2 separate regions of the Sus scrofa genome follow, and region 2 is linked to region 1. A link is a contact called in public Hi-C data. All regions are on one chromosome and are shown on one strand. Each heading gives the region's core, a stretch centred on a gene start, on an enhancer-like site or on the middle of the called end of the contact. The rest is flanking DNA. Distances are from core to core; before and after follow the strand shown.

Evidence for each region. A called contact is a pair of places that touch in the nucleus more often than the background predicts.
Region 2: a contact with region 1 is called in a Hi-C map of retroperitoneal adipose tissue, with 2.1 times the contacts expected there. The contact joins the enhancer-like site here to the promoter of MFSD6L in region 1. A contact is called at or near these places in 5 of 47 Hi-C or Micro-C datasets (brain, embryonic fibroblasts, heart right ventricle and 2 more) and 1 of 2 datasets of contacts at active chromatin or transcription factors (alveolar macrophages).

What each region holds. Positions count from the first base shown.
Region 1 is chr12:53,907,854-53,912,382 of Sscrofa11.1, forward strand. MFSD6L (major facilitator superfamily domain-containing protein 6-like) reads right to left here and starts at 1,912. Exons shown (of 2, transcript XM_005674644.3): 1 at 239-1,912; 2 at 1-236. The coding sequence starts at 676. PIK3R6 (phosphoinositide 3-kinase regulatory subunit 6) reads right to left here. Exons shown (of 21, transcript XM_021067869.1): 21 at 3,146-3,823. The coding sequence ends at 3,670.
Region 2 is chr12:53,990,623-53,995,151 of Sscrofa11.1, forward strand. It overlaps PIK3R5 (phosphoinositide-3-kinase regulatory subunit 5), which reads right to left. Exons shown (of 19, transcript NM_213851.1): 6 at 1,215-1,284. Among named protein-coding and RNA genes, the nearest start is that of PIK3R6, 22 kb to the left of the region's middle. Within about 2 kb of position 2,274, at least 6 of the 83 cell types and tissues checked have an H3K27ac peak or open chromatin away from gene starts, as enhancers often do. A contact at or near this core is called in alveolar macrophages and retroperitoneal adipose tissue, where this site is marked.

The sequences.
Region 1 (4,529 bases), core at 662-3,161:
GGACTTGCCAGCGCTGTACCCCCAGCGTGCAAAGGGACAGCAGTACTGACCACGCTGAAAGCAGCTGCCCCAGGAGTACCTGTCACCCCTGAAGAGGTAGGATGGAGAACGCCCGATGTGGTCCTGGCCCCGTGGACGGAGCCCAGAGAGTAGCCAGGCAGGTGACTGACAGATTCTCGGCCACTCTCCCCAGGTCTTCCTCTGAAACCATCGGCTCCTGCGACCCCAGTACCCTCTGGGCTGGGCGCCTGGGCCCCCCGGCGGGGCGGTTGGAGGCTGGCTCCGGGGTCGAGGTGACGTTCACGGTTAGTGCGACCCCCGGTGGCAGGACCGTCACGGTCACGCTGTGGCTTCCATTACAGGGGCGGTCTCTGTCCAAGGGCGGCACCAGGACCATCAACAGGCTGGCTCCCACCGAGCCGAGCAGCGAGCCTATCAGAAGCACCCTCCGTTTCTGGTAGCTTTTGGCCAGGAAGGCACAGAATGGAGCCCAGAAGGTGGCGATCAGATGCTTGGTTCCCATTAGGATGCCCACCCAGGGCGCGGCCAAGCCCAGCTGCCGCAGGTAGAGGGTCAGGAACGGGGTCACGCAGGCATCCCGGACCCCACACACCAGGTGGAAGAGCCTGGCCACCCACAGCGCCCTGCTGATGTCCCATTGGGGGTTGGCGCTCATGGCTGCCCGGCTCCGTCAGACCCGGGCGGGCGGAGGGCGCGGCGGGGCGCGGGGCGGGCGCGGCGTCATGTCCCCGGGAGGGGGGCTCCGAGCGGGGACCGAGCCGCAGGGCGCCTCCAGCCTCCGGCGGCGCCGCGGTCACCGGGTCAACGGCCGCCCCCGCCCCCACGTCCGGCCACCGGCCCGGAAGTGGCCCCGCCCGGAGGACTCCGCACCTAGGGGCGGGGCCCGCGCACCTGCGGGCCGCACCTGCCACGTCCCCGGGCCTCCTGGCCGCACCTGCCGGATGTGCGCGAGGGTCGCGGACTGTGGCCTGCAGGGGGCGCTCCAGGCCGCCCCCTCCCTGGGCCGGGCGTTGCCCACCAAGCTGGGTTAGATCCCTGACCTCAACTTGGGTGGGAGGGAGAGGGAATAGCGTTCATGGCGTTAGCCCCGTTTTCACATTCCTCACATCTTCACTCACATGCCCCGCTGGTCAAGAACCAAACCCCATTTCCCTCAGTGTCCACCCTCACTGACAAATCCCGCCCCTTCCCCAGATTCGCACCCCCAGCCCACCGGGCCCCCTGCCCGGCTAATTTTTCTCCCTAGGACCGCGTTGCTGTCAAACACACTACCGGTTTCTGTTTCACGGTCTCTCTTGTTAACTGCCTGCCGCCATCAGGATCAAAGTGCTATTTTTGTCCCCAGGCTCTAGAACTGTTTGATGGGAACTGAGCTGCCTCTGGAAGAGGCATGACCTTAGGTGACACAGTTTTCTTTAAGGCAGATGATCCCTAGAGAGGGACTGAGGTCAGTCTTGAGGTGGCAGCTCCGCCAAGCAGTCCTCCCAGCCTCCCCCTAACATTATGCATGTACTAGATTGTTTAGGGGACACCGAAGAGTGCTTAGTTGTCCATTTTGGGTACACACAGACCACAGCGGGTTAGCTAACATCCCAAAGCCACCCTCCAGAGGCAGGGAATACAAGCATGTTAATAATCTGAAAATCAGCAGAAGTGGATTCATTAAGGAGCCAAAGGGATACTGGCAAAATTGCACCGGTGAAGCTGGTGGTCTCCAAGTCGCATGGGTTGTTACTAAAAATTCGGAGGTGTTTTCACCCTTGGTGAACAGGGCATAGGAACCCAGAAGTTCCTGCTGTGGCTCAACAGGTTAAGAAGCCAACATAATGTCCACGAGGATGCAGGTTGGATCCCTGACCTCGCTCACTGGGTTAAGGATCCCTCGATGCCGCACGCTGCCGTGTAGGTCGCAGATGTGGCTTGGATCCAGCGTTGCTATGGCTGTGATGTAGGCTGGCAGCTGCAGCTCCGCTTCCACCTCCAGCCTGGAAACTTCCATATGCTGCCAGTGCAGCCATTAAAAAAAAGAAGAAGAATCTAGAGATTCCAGCAGTCTAAACCCTTTGGAATGGTAGCCTTTACTCCAAGACGGCCCAAGGTCCAGCCAACTGTGTTCAGTGAACTTTGCAGCCAGGTTGGTGTGGAGCATCTCATCTGGCTGGGGCTGGGGCTGGGGCTGGGGGAGGAGAAGGGCTGCTTGCCAACACATGTCTGAATGCGCAGCCAAACTTGATCTACAACATGCTTTTTTGTGTGAGCTGATGGAGAGGTTGTTGGGGGAGGAGGCCAGGAGCTTTCCCCTAACTCTGTCAGCTGGTAAACTCTGCAAATGTTTATTTCAAGAACCTGGTCATCTGGAGATCCCGGCATGGCCTGGTGGTAACGAATCCGACTAGCATCCATGAGGATGTGGGTTCCATGCCTTCCGCTGTCCCCTGGCTCTGAGAATGTGATCAGAGACCTGCCCCGACTCCCGGGGCAATGAAGCCACAAGTGAAGAGCCTAACTCTTCATCCTGCCACTCCGAACTTGGAAGGGACTTGTCCACCCCACCGCCACCATCCCCTGCGACTGCCCAGGGGACAGGGATGGGCTTATACCCGGATGTAAGTGGCTGAACTCAAAAACCAAGAAATTTGGTATCTTTCCTTTTTCTTTTTTATTCTTTTTAGGGCCACCCCTGCGGCATATGGAGGTTCCCAGGCTAGGGGTCGAATTGGAGCTACAGCTGCCGGCCTAGACCACAGCCACAGCAACACCAGATCTAAGCCACATCCACAACCTACACCATGGCTCACAGCAATGCCAGATCTTTAAACCACTGAGTGAGGCCAGGGACTGAACCTGCATCATCATGGATACTAGTTGGGTTCTTAACCCACTGAGCCACAAGGGGAACTCCCGCATTTTAATCTCTGGCTCTTCTGAAACTAACCTGCATTCCCACCTCCGTTTGGGACAGAGCTGGTCAGGAGGCCCTCAAGTGACCAAGAGGGCTGGGCAGGTGGACAGAACACACCAGTAAATATTTCTTGAAGATTTTACCTGGCCTAAGCAGTTTCATGCAGTTGGACTGAGGAATGCCTCTGCTCTCTACTAAAATGCAAGTATGGATGATATTAGATGAAGGCAGAAACACTTTAGTGTGTATTTATTGAATCTGACATTTCTGTCTCAGCCAGAAGAGATGGCCGCCTGGGAGCAGGTAAGGTGGGCAGTGGCCTGAGGGAGGAGGGATGGCGGCCCCTGCCTGCTTCCTGTGTCCCCCAGGCCGCCGGGCCCTGGCCAGGACAGCAGCTCTCACCTTGGCTTTAAGGGCCGGGCAGGGAGCCTGAGTGGGAGAAGACAGCGGGAGAGGCAGGAAATGAGAAATCCACAAAGGATGAAGCTGGGTGCGAGGAGCTGGGCTTTGGTGCAGCTTGGCCAGGGCCTGCCCGGGCTTTGTTCGGGCCTTGCTCCATCACACCCCCGCGGCCCGCTGCCCTCGCTCTAGGCACCTGCTGGCTTCTAGGACCGGCTGGAAGCCGCCCAGGGGGACTGGGCATTGGTCCGGCGGTTGGTGTGACTGTCTGGGGGCCGGCGGGGTAGTGTGCTCTTACTCGCGGGCCTGCCTCTCTTGGACTCAGCGGTTCTGTGCCCCCTTCAGGCTCATTGGACGATGCCAGAGAACGTGTTGATGGGCATTAGAAGGGGTTTGGCCTTGGCTTTGGTCCTTTCCATCTCCTGCCCATGTGAACTCAGCCACGAGGCCTTGGGTTTCTGGGCCCTGGAACACGGCTCTGGGCAGGGAGCAACCTCGAATCTGCGGGTGGAGAGAAGCCAGCTCAGGAGACCCATCTGGGTGGTGGGGGTGGGGGGGGTCACATCTGCCTGGGATTTTTTTTTTTTTTATTTTTATGGCTGAACCTGCAGCTTATGGACCTTCCCAGGCTAGGGGTCGAATTGGAGCTGCAGCTGCCGGCCTACACCACAGCCACAGCAATGCCCAGTCCAAGCCACATCTTCAACCTCTGTCACAGCTTGTGGCATCGCTGGATCCTTAAGCCATTGAGCGAGGCCAGGGACTGAACCCACAGCTTCATAGATGCTAGTTGGGTTCTTAACCCGCTGAGCCACAACGGGAACTCCTACCTGGGCATTTTAAAGGTGGGCCCTTTAATGTCGAGGGGCCCACAGAGGAAGAGGAGGGCTCTCAAGAAAGAGCCCTGAGCCTACGACAAACGCAGGGAGAGGATGAGCCTGGATGACCCAAATATACCTCCCAAGGGACACCTGTTAAGTGTCGCCTTAACTGGGGCATGGCTGTCATAGAAAGGCAGCCTGTGTTGGGGTCAGCGCCAGCATGGGGGCGCCGGATCAGGAAGGCTGCAGGCCGAGGAAATTCGGGAAACTTCGGGTTAGCCATTTATTTGCTCTTCCTCATGGAAGCAAGTCATCACTTGAGTCTGCGCCCATCAGGGACATGCGCCTGGCCCAGGATCCGCCCTGACAAGGCGCTGGGGGCTCCT
Region 2 (4,529 bases), core at 1,024-3,523, 83 kb after region 1:
GACCGTCTCTCGGCTCTAAGCTCCTGTGAGTCTCTCTGAGCCTCAGTCCCATCTAAAAAGTACTTTTCTCTCAGGGCTCGCAGGACCGGCTGATGGAGGAATAGTTTCAACGGTGCCTGGGGCTCAGGAAGCGCCACAAAGGTGTTGGCGTCACCCTCCATCCACCCGCCTCAGCCCCTAGTGGGGTCCCACTTACCTACCAAAGCAACATCACGAGACATTTTTTATGCTCTTTTTGTTTCTCTCAAAATCTACCCCTGGCTCTTTAGCTTGTCTTTACTAAGATGAAACTCCACAAATGTTTGCTCAGTGAATGTGCTGTGAGTTCCTGGGGCTGAGGAAGTGGAGGAGCTGGGGTGACCAGAGCTTCCGAGCTGTGGTCTCTGGGCCCCCACGTGCTTGGAGGCCTGCAGCAGGGCCTCAGAATGGAGGCTTCCTCTCTAATGCTGTTCCAAACGCAAGCAGGGACCCAGGAATGGGTAACGAAATCAATTCCTGGAGTCACAACCAGAATTGCTTTTTTTGGGGGGGGCTATGCCCACATCAGGTGGAAGTTCCAGGGCCAAGGGTCAAACCTATGCCACAGCAGCAGCAATGCCAGATCCTTAACCCACTGAGCCACTGGGGAACTCCCTAGAACAGCCTTTTAAATGAAATAGACCAGGATAGGTCAGAGCTCATCCTTGGGAGAGGGTGAGTTTCACTTCCTGAAACTTGTCTCATCTGTGTGCGTGTGCGTGTGTGTATGCCAGGCTTTCATGTAAAATGCATTTTTTAAAAATTTTCCCACTGTACAACAAGGGGATCAAGTTATCCTTACATGTATACAATTACATGAAATGCATTTTTTAAATTGTAGGTCCTGGTCAAAACAGTTTGGAAAACAGGCAGAAAGATATTATGGAAAAATCCCGGGCTTTTGAGTAAGCCTAAGGTTCAAATCCTGGCTCAGACATTTACTAGATGTGTGACCTGGGGGAAGTTGCTTGGCCTCTCTGATCCTCAGTTGCCTCATCTGAAAAGTTGGGGTTAAGTTAGGTAATGCGTCCTCAGTACTTGGCACAATCAAGGCAGGTGGTTTTAACTTTTTTTTTTTTTTTTTAAGTCTCAGACTCATTTAGGAATCTGATGGAAGATCCTTAGCCCAGAAAAATGAGCTGATGCCCCAAATATCTCGCACACACCCCCATTCCTCCCTCCCCAAGAGCACTCACACGGTGGAGCTGCGGTGACTCCTTGTGGACAGGCCCTGCTCCGCCCTCACCAGTCGCTGGTAGGAGATTCCTGTGGCCACAAAAAGACAAACAAAAAGAAACAGGTTACAGGTGTATCTGCTCCTTCGGCAGCCATGGCCCTGCGCCTGGCAGGAGCCCAGCACTGGAGAATCAGGGCGGGGGTTTGGAATGAGGATCAAAACTAGGGGCAGATTAGAGCTGGGAGTCTGACTCCCAGGCCCCAGCTCGGCTCCACCTGCCCCGCAAAGCTTCACACTTCAGAGATGGTGGGGCCAGGCACCCTGGGAGGAGGGCAGGGCCTTGAAGCGGTCGTGTCTCCTGCTGTCTAGCTGGTCCTGGTTCCTGTCACCGTGGCCCCTTCCTGGTGTCAGGCACCCCTCAGCTCAGCCCCGGCACCAGCCAGCCCCCCCACCCCTCAGCATCCCCGTCTCGCCTCCCACACACCCTCAGGGGATCTCAGTTGTGCCACCTTGTCCCTCCCTAAGGCTGAGCCCCCCGCCCCGCAGACCCCCGCCCAGCCTTCCCCTCTGGCCTCATCCACCTCTCATCTCCTCTGCTGCCAATGTGCTGAGAAGGAACGAACCCAAGTTTTCCCTTTTTTCCTGCACCCAGATGCAGTTCTGTAGCTGGAAAAGAGACCCTTCGCAGTATGGATTCAGTTCTGTGTCACTGGCGGTGAAGACATCAGACAGCAGTTCCCTCGCCTCGCTGATGGGGCTGGGATTCAGGGGGGCAGGCAGCCTCCCTGGCAGGGCTTGGACATCTTCACGGGGGCCCTGCTGGCTGTGAACTGGGTGTGGGCTGGGGGCGGGAAGGCCAGCTCCTCAGGGAAGCACAAAGCCCAGTCTGCGGTTACAGACCGCTGCAAACAGAAGGGCCATGACTTGCAAATGGCTGAAAAGCCCCAGTGGATGCTCTTCCAACTTTGGATCAAATTGCTTTGATGTGGGGCCTTCTGTTTGCTGTGTCTTGTAGGTAATGATCACGTGTTTAGATGTTAATGTTATGCCGATTTTGACTGGAAAGCCCCGGAAACATTGGTGACTATCAGGACTCACGACACCACCTGGTGGCCACTCACAGGCATGACAGAGACAAGCCTCCTCATTGCCCCTTGAACCCCCAACAAAGTACTGGAGGAGTTGGTACCCCGCCCGCCCAGGCCCCCCAGCCCCCCTGCCCCCAAGTCCCAGACAAATACATAGCAAAGCCTTCTTCTGGCCCGTCCTCACTTTCCTTTTACCATGTTATGCATTTAATTGTAACCTACACCCCGCTGACCCGTCACTACTCCCACTTCTGCCCCTGTTGACGCAGGCCAGGCCCAGATTCCAGCAGTTCCCAAGTGGATCCTAGAGCCTCAGATGAAACTCTCGACCCCTCTCCCAAAGACACCCATCAACCCCCCTCCCTGGCTTGTCTTGATAATGATCCTGCATTTCTCTGGGAGCAGCGGGACGGGGAGGATGGGCGCTTCTCCCTTTGACCTTCACCCCCTGCCCTGGGCACCTCAGCAGGTGGGAACAGCTTTCTGCGACTGGATTTCTTTCTAGATCAAGGCCGCCCCAAGGGGCTGAAGAAACACATGCCTAGGTGATTCGGTGTCAGGTACTAACTTGTAGCAAATCGAAAGGGCCGCCTCATACAGGCAAGGTCATGGCCGGTGGGGGCCGGTGGCAGGTGGCCACACGAAGTTCAAAAGCCACCTGAACCCTTCCCAGTGGAGCCTTGTTTACCAACATGACCTTCCCTTCTTAATTTTTAGAATTTATTTTAGGAGTTCCTGTCGTGGCTCAGTTGTTAACGAATCCAACTAGGAACTGCGAGGTGGCGGGTTAGATCCCTGGCCTCGCTCAATGGGTTAAGGATCCAGCGTTGCTGTGAGCTGTGGTGTAGGCTGCAGATGCAGCTCAGATCCCGCGTTGTTGTGGCTCTGGTGTAGGCCAGCAGCTACAGCTCCAATTCGACCCCTAGCCTGGGAACCTCTATATGCCACAGGAGTGGCCCAAGAAATGGCAAAAAAACCAAAAAAAAAAAAAAAAAAAAAAAAAAGAAAAGGCAAAAAGATAAAAAAAATAAAAAATAAAAAAACAATAAAATAAAATTTATTTTACCTATTTTATCTTATTTTTTGTCTTTTTCTAATTTTAATTTAATTTAATTTTATTTTTTAGGGCTGAACCCACGGCATATGGAGGTTCCAGGCTAGGGGTCTAATCAAAGTCACAGCTGCTGGCCTACGCCACAGCCACGGCCACAGCCACCAGATCCGAGCCACGTCTGCAACCTATACCACAGCTCATGGCAATTCTGGATCCTTAAACCACTGAGCAGGGCCAGAGATTGAACCTGCATCCTCAGGGCTACTAGCTGGGTTCATTACCACTGAACCACAACAGGAACTCCCCCAATCATTTTATTTTGATTGAAGCATAGTTGATTTACAATGTGTTAGCTGCAGGTATAAAGCAAAGTGACTCAGTTATACGCACAAATACATATATATATACACACCTCTTCTTTTTCAGATTCTTTTCCATTTGAGGTTATTACAAGATATTGCGGATCGTTCCCTGTGCTATACAGTAGAACCTTGGTGTTTATTTTATATACAAATAGTGTGTATATGCTAACCCCGAACTCCAAATCTATCCCTCACTTTCCCCCTTTGTCAAAGTCATGACCAGAAATGGCCTTTCTGCACAAGACAGCCGACTATGAAGACATAGGATGTGTGACAATCACCACCAGTGTCACCGAGCATGGGTACCACCTTAATGACACCCTTGCAGAATGTCACGCTGAGGACACGCCAGGGGGGGGCCTGGGCATCCGTGAGGTGGCAGCAAGAACAGTGTCCCGGTTCGCCTGATGTTTTCCCCTAAGCGCCACGATGCCACAGAGTCCCCAGTGCTAACGTGGCAGGGGAGGGGCAGCCTTAGCTGCATCCCAGTCCCTGCAGGAGAGCAGGCCGAGTTCCTCTTCCGGCCTCTGCAGGGACCGGCAACTCCCGTGTGATAGAGCCTGACCCACCTGGTACCCTGATGCCAACACTCCCAGCCGTTGGCTGTCTCTTAGCTTTCCTCCTTTCTGGGGTCCCTGAGCAGCGGCTCCCTGCCCCTGTCTCTGGGGGCCTGGGTTCTAGGAAGTCCGTGGGAACTGGGGTCTCGGGCCATGAGGCCTCCGCAGGCCCTGGGTGGGAAGGGTAGGCACAGCCTTGGGTGGGGGTGGGGTGGGGTGGGGAGGGGGGTCAGGCCTGCACCAGGTCAGGAAGGCGAGAGGGAGGAGAGCGGA